Linked DNA regions of Mus musculus: region 1 is linked to region 2. Evidence: chromatin contacts called from public HiChIP or PLAC-seq data. All regions are on one chromosome and are shown on one strand. Each heading gives the region's core, a stretch centred on a gene start, on an enhancer-like site or on the middle of the called end of the contact. The rest is flanking DNA. Distances are from core to core; before and after follow the strand shown.

Region 1 (2,700 bases), core at 60-2,559, 190 kb after region 2:
CTTTTGTTGTATAAACCTTGCCCCACAATTGCTTGGTTAATAAAGATGCCTACAGGCTGTAGCTGGGAAAAGAGGTACGTGGGGTTTAGGTTACTGGGCTTGGGGTCTGAGGCAGAGACAAAAATAGAGAGGAGAGAGAGAGAGAAGAAGAAGAAGAAGAAGAAGAAGAAGAAGAAGAAGAAGAAGAAGAAGAAGAAGAAGAAGAAGAAGAGGAGGAGGAGGAGGAGGAGGAGGAGGAGGAGGAGGAGGAGGAGGAGGAGGAGGAGGAGGAGGAGGAGGAGGAGGAGGAGGAAGGGAGATGGAGAGGGGAAGAGGGAAGATGAGGACGAGGAAGGTGTGCCAAGGGGTTGGTGGATCATGAAGGCATGGCTAAGAGGGCCAGCCAGTTGGAGTAGAAGTGGCCCAGGCAGTGATATCTTGGTATTACTGACAGGGAGGTAGACAAAATAGCATAGAGGGTTGATATCTGTGCAGCTCTAGTGCTTTAAGGTTTATTATAAATGTAAAGGTTTTGAGTATTCTAATTGGGAACTAAATGATCTAAGGTGGGGTAGAAACCCCCAAATACCATTTACCACAATACGTATTTGCCTTATTCTACTTCCTTTTCTTCATTTTACTTTTTTCTGCCTCGTTGGTTAATTATCATCTAACTTCTCTTCTAATGTAAATATTTAAAACTACACATTCCCCTCTGAGTACAGGTTTAACTGTGTGTCACAGAATGAGGCTGTGTGTGTGTGTGTGTGTGTGTGTGTTTAGCCATTTTATTGTAAAATAGAACACACTTAGAAACTTACACAAACATATAGGCTAGTAAAATAGTATAAAATCAACATAATTGCAAACACTTTGGGAAATCAAAAAAATAGGATTTTGCCAACTACCCAGGACTCATCTATTGCTGGACAGATCTTAGCAATCTCTCAATCTAAAAAGTATTATCTGATTTTTTTATGCTAAGCACATTCTTACATAAGGACAGCTAGCAGCCATGTCTTATCCTTAGACACTGTAGGGCCTAGTCTCAGTCACTTAAAAACTGTCTTTCAGGCCCTCAATCTTTGTCCTACTCCACAGTTTTCCTCTGTGTTTTTCTTCTCCTTCTGATTTCTCTGTTGAAGATCCTGAGTCTGGCCTCCAGCATTTCCTACCATCTGGATTTTGCTAATTGCATGCTCACGGTGGAGTTCAATACATTCCTCTGCCCTCTGGGTTTCTTTAAAAATGGCAGCAGGTTCTGAGGGCTCAATCAGACTTAGGTTTGATCTTTTTGGCAAGACTACAGATGGTGTGGTGTTTGTTTGCTGAGGGACACGTAATGCTTGGCCACGTCTCTTGTTTGTGATATTTCTATTGACCACATCCACTGATTTATTGCCGTCGCCATGCGCTGGTCTTCTAACACTGAGAGTTTGCCTTCCTTTATTAGCTGGGAGCCTACTACAAGATTTCTCCCTTCTTTACCGCTTGGCTGCCCAGAGGCCCGGTTCATTTTTGGATTGCAGATCGAGGGCCACTCTTTCCATTTCCTCGATAATTTCTAAGGAAATGGACTGATTTCCTGTCATCACTCAAAGGTAACTGATCAACTATTAAGGTCTCGTTGTAAAGTAAAAATGCAAATGTATTCATTTTCTTACTCTTATTGATGTTTCAATTATCCTTTTTTGTTTGTTTGTTTAATCAAAAGGAGCATCTTTGAATTTGTTCTTGAGTCTTTTGACATGGTTTTAGCATCCTTTGTTCCATCCTTTGCTATGCTGTGGGAGAAATATTTTGGATTACTCAGATCCGTTTCTTCCCAGACCTTGAATCATGCTTCCCTCTAAGGTTTCTTTAAGCTGAAAATCATAGTGCCGTAATATATTTTAGGTTCTACGAGGGTTCCTTGCTGCTGACCTAACCTTTCACAGATCTTTCAGTGAACACACATGTAAACATCGTTATCCTCAACGGTAGAGGATTTAAAAGAATTCAGTCTTTGTTTAATCTCACATTTTACAGATCTTCTCAGCTTAACCTTGCTCTGCCACCACCACTGATGATCTTCAAATATGTACACACATGCTGTCCCTGTTTGCGTTCAATATTGTTATGCTTATGCTAAACATACTGTCTCAAAGTCTGTAGCTGGTGCATATATGGGTGGTCACAGGGGTGCATTGCATAGCTATTGCTTCAAAGAAGAACCTGCTACTCAGGCACAGGACCTGCTACTCTGGCCAGTGGACAGCCTGCTTCTGAAAGTCTTCTTCCATGTCTGCTTCAACTGCAGAGAGCTCCACTCCTCAGATCATGTCCTCACTAATGCAGCCTTTGTCTGGCAACTAAGAAAGGTGAGGGTGAACGACCCAGCCTTTGGGGCCCAGAGGCAGACATTCCAGTGGTCAATTCTTGTGTCAAAGCTCCTGCCAATCACTGAAGGTTTTAGCAGACTTACTTGAATATTAAACTTTTCTTTTTACCCAATTTCTTCTTTTCCTTTTGGAGATGCTGACTCCTTAATATAGCTTGTTGCCTATTTCTGAGGAACCCGAGGTAAGTTTGTAGAGGCAGAAGCAATCTGAGAAATATGGGCCAAAGATAGTGTTTTGAAGTTGGATTACTCAAACATCCATCTTGCAAGAGGTCCTGTCACTGATGCTAGGCATTATGCCACAGGCATAGGCTGGTAGTTCAAACACTGATCATTTAAAC
Region 2 (2,700 bases), core at 147-2,646:
AGTACACTGTCAGGTTTCTGCCATCTGACTGGCTAACAGTGTCCTCCAGCATTCTCCCCTTAGAATCCTAATCATAAGGATTAAGCAAAAAGTGAGACCTCAAGGGTAGTTTGGTCAGGAAGCATGGAATACACGTACTGTTCATGTAGATAGAGACCTATATGTGGTTAAAATTTCATCTGTAAAGACAGGGGCGCTATTGCAGATGTTCCACTCCCTAATATAAAGCATAGCCAGATCCTGTCCTCTTAGCCAGGCTTCATGCTAAGCACATTGCTAGGAGTGTCTCATTGAAGTGTCTCATCCAAGCTTTATCGAGTAGGTAAACTAGGTATTACCCCTAGTTTACAGGCAATAAAAGCCAAAGTTAAGTAGTCACCTACATCATCGAGTTGAAAAAATGATCAAGATAGGATCAAAGGCCATAAATATGACCCTGAACTAATACTATAGCCACATATAGGTTCCCTTATTAATTAAATTAAATAGATTTTAGATGTATGTTCAGCACCAAAACCAAGCACTTGGCTAAGATCCATTAGTGGTCAGTAAATGGCTCGATGGCAGCATGTTATCATGCCACAATAACAAGCATTTTATCTTGTATCATGCGTGAGTATAAGAAAAATGGTTCACTTAGTAAGATGCAGGGATTTCATAACAGAATAATTCCCAACCTCTCGGTGAATGATAGATAATTTTAGGAGGTTGTAGCCAGGATAAATGAAAGATCCAGGACCAAGTCCTTCACATGCTAAGCTGTAGGGCTTCACTAGCAGTCCTTTTTGGAGTCCCTTGGATAGCAACATTAAATTAAATTAATTAATTACTATTATACATTTTTCTTTAATAAAGATTACTCTTCCAGTATATAAATAATACAAAAATTTGGAAACTGCAGTAAAGTAGTAAGAAAAGAAATCAAGACAATTTTACTGTTTGACAGGCAATTTATTAACTTTTTTTTGTAATAAAATTGAGATTTTTTTAAATTTGATTTCCTGATAGCATGAGTGACCTTCAAATTCCCATGTACCTGAGTCACCAGATTTCTAAATCTGGTCCCTTTGACCAGGGGCACAGAGAGGGCCTATGATTGGCTGATGCTTAACCCTGAGTCTCAGGGGTACAGTAAGATAGATACTGGCAGGGCAGTGGCCAGCCAGGCTTCTCTGGACAGGATGACAGAGGCCTTGCTATCTCAGGGAAAAAATGCTCAGCACTGAGCCAGTATTCTGCACAAGGGTCGACCCAGTCCAGAAGGAAGTTTTCCTGGGCCCCGTTCCCACTCTCGTGGTCACATCACGGTGACACAGCAGGAAGCTGCGCCTCCCCAGAGCCCAGGTCTCTCACAGGAAAGTGCTGTCAGGGGTTTCCACATGGCCATCAGTCCAGGCACGTGGGGTTAGCAGCAGCATTCCAGCCTGCACTGTTTATCCACAGGCTGGACTGGGGCCTCAGGACTGGGCTAGGGCACTTCCTCCATGCCATTCTGATGCACTGCTGAAGCCTACTGTGGGGACAAATACCAGATCTGTGCTGAGCCTTACCAGACAGATTTCTTTGTGTTGATGTGAAAACCCACCTTTCAAGATGTTGCTAAAAATGACAGACATGAAGAAGTGTGTAATTGGGCTTTTTACCATTTTGTGGATTCTTTTTCTTTCCCACCTGTCTCCACCCCTCTCCTTCCACACTTTCAATCCCTTAACATTAGGTAGGAGAGAAAAAAAGTCAGAGGGAAAAGGGGGTGATGACATGGTTAGATTACTCCTTGACTCCTTGATACCTAGGGGTGTTGAGTTCCTTGGGGCAAGTTTGATTTTTGCTGTCCGGGTATCTAATTTCTTCTTTTCGTCCCTTCATACATGACTTGACAAACCTCAACAAACTGCACCTAACAGCAACCACCTACCAACCGGCCAACCAGCAGCAGCCCCTTCTATGGGGAAGGGGGTGGCTCTAGCATTTGTATATCCTCTGAAAAGTCCCCTGAATTTCAAATGTCACACACTCACAGAAATCATCTGCAGCTGGCAAAACCACGCCCTTGCTAGAGCACAAGGCAAATCACAGTCACCTGCTGTGAAGCAGCCCATATCACCATACCTGGGATTAAAACAAAAACATACGTATATTCTGCGGGTGTTTGTTTGTTTGTTTGTTTTTTAAGAAACCAAAATTCTCGCTGCAGAAATGTATCTTCCAACTGAAAGAAATATGTCTTAAAGCCTTGGGCATCTTCCTTTTGCTGGATATTGCCCCATGGCCTGAGTGAAAAGGGCTCTCTTGTGCACTGGTCTTATCTCCAGAAAGAATTCTGCTGTCTGTGGATGCTGTAATGCCAGGCAAGAGTGTTGGAATCTAGTCTGTCATCCTGGGTTGACCTGCATGTTGCTCAAGAGTGGAAGCACAGAGATAGAGGGAAGTGTAGAGGAGGGATCGAGAAGTTCTCTCAGCTCCCACATCCAGTGCTGGGAATTGACTGTCATCTTACTTCTTTGAGTTCTTGGCTTCCTCCCAGGTTTCTTTCTTCCAATAGGCTACTTTTTTTTCTCATTGATGCTGTCAGTCCAAGGTCATTAAGTAAACATGATAATGAGCTTTCTGAACCATAGGATTCTAAGACCCCATTTGAGTCCTCTTTATTTCAGGTGACATTTTATTACCTCACCATCTTTGGAGCCTGTAGACCTGTAT

The links. HiChIP or PLAC-seq counts read pairs in DNA pulled down with a chosen protein or histone mark.
Region 1: a contact with region 2 is called in an HNF4G HiChIP or PLAC-seq map of pancreatic cancer cells. The contact joins two enhancer-like sites. A contact is called at or near these places in 1 of 15 datasets of contacts at CTCF or cohesin (the NIH/3T3 cell line), 1 of 484 Hi-C or Micro-C datasets (uterus) and 2 of 115 datasets of contacts at active chromatin or transcription factors (fibro-adipogenic progenitors and pancreatic cancer cells).

Annotation. Positions count from the first base shown.
Region 1 is chr3:102,558,487-102,561,186 of GRCm38.p6, forward strand. No RefSeq gene overlaps it. Among named protein-coding and RNA genes, the nearest start is that of Gm46818, 54 kb to the left of the region's middle. Within about 2 kb of position 1,310, at least 5 of the 459 cell types and tissues checked have an H3K27ac peak or open chromatin away from gene starts, as enhancers often do. A contact at or near this core is called in pancreatic cancer cells, where this site is marked.
Region 2 is chr3:102,365,070-102,367,769 of GRCm38.p6, forward strand. No RefSeq gene overlaps it. Among named protein-coding and RNA genes, the nearest start is that of Gm40110, 6.3 kb to the right of the region's middle. Within about 2 kb of position 1,397, at least 54 of the 459 cell types and tissues checked have an H3K27ac peak or open chromatin away from gene starts, as enhancers often do. A contact at or near this core is called in pancreatic cancer cells, where this site is marked.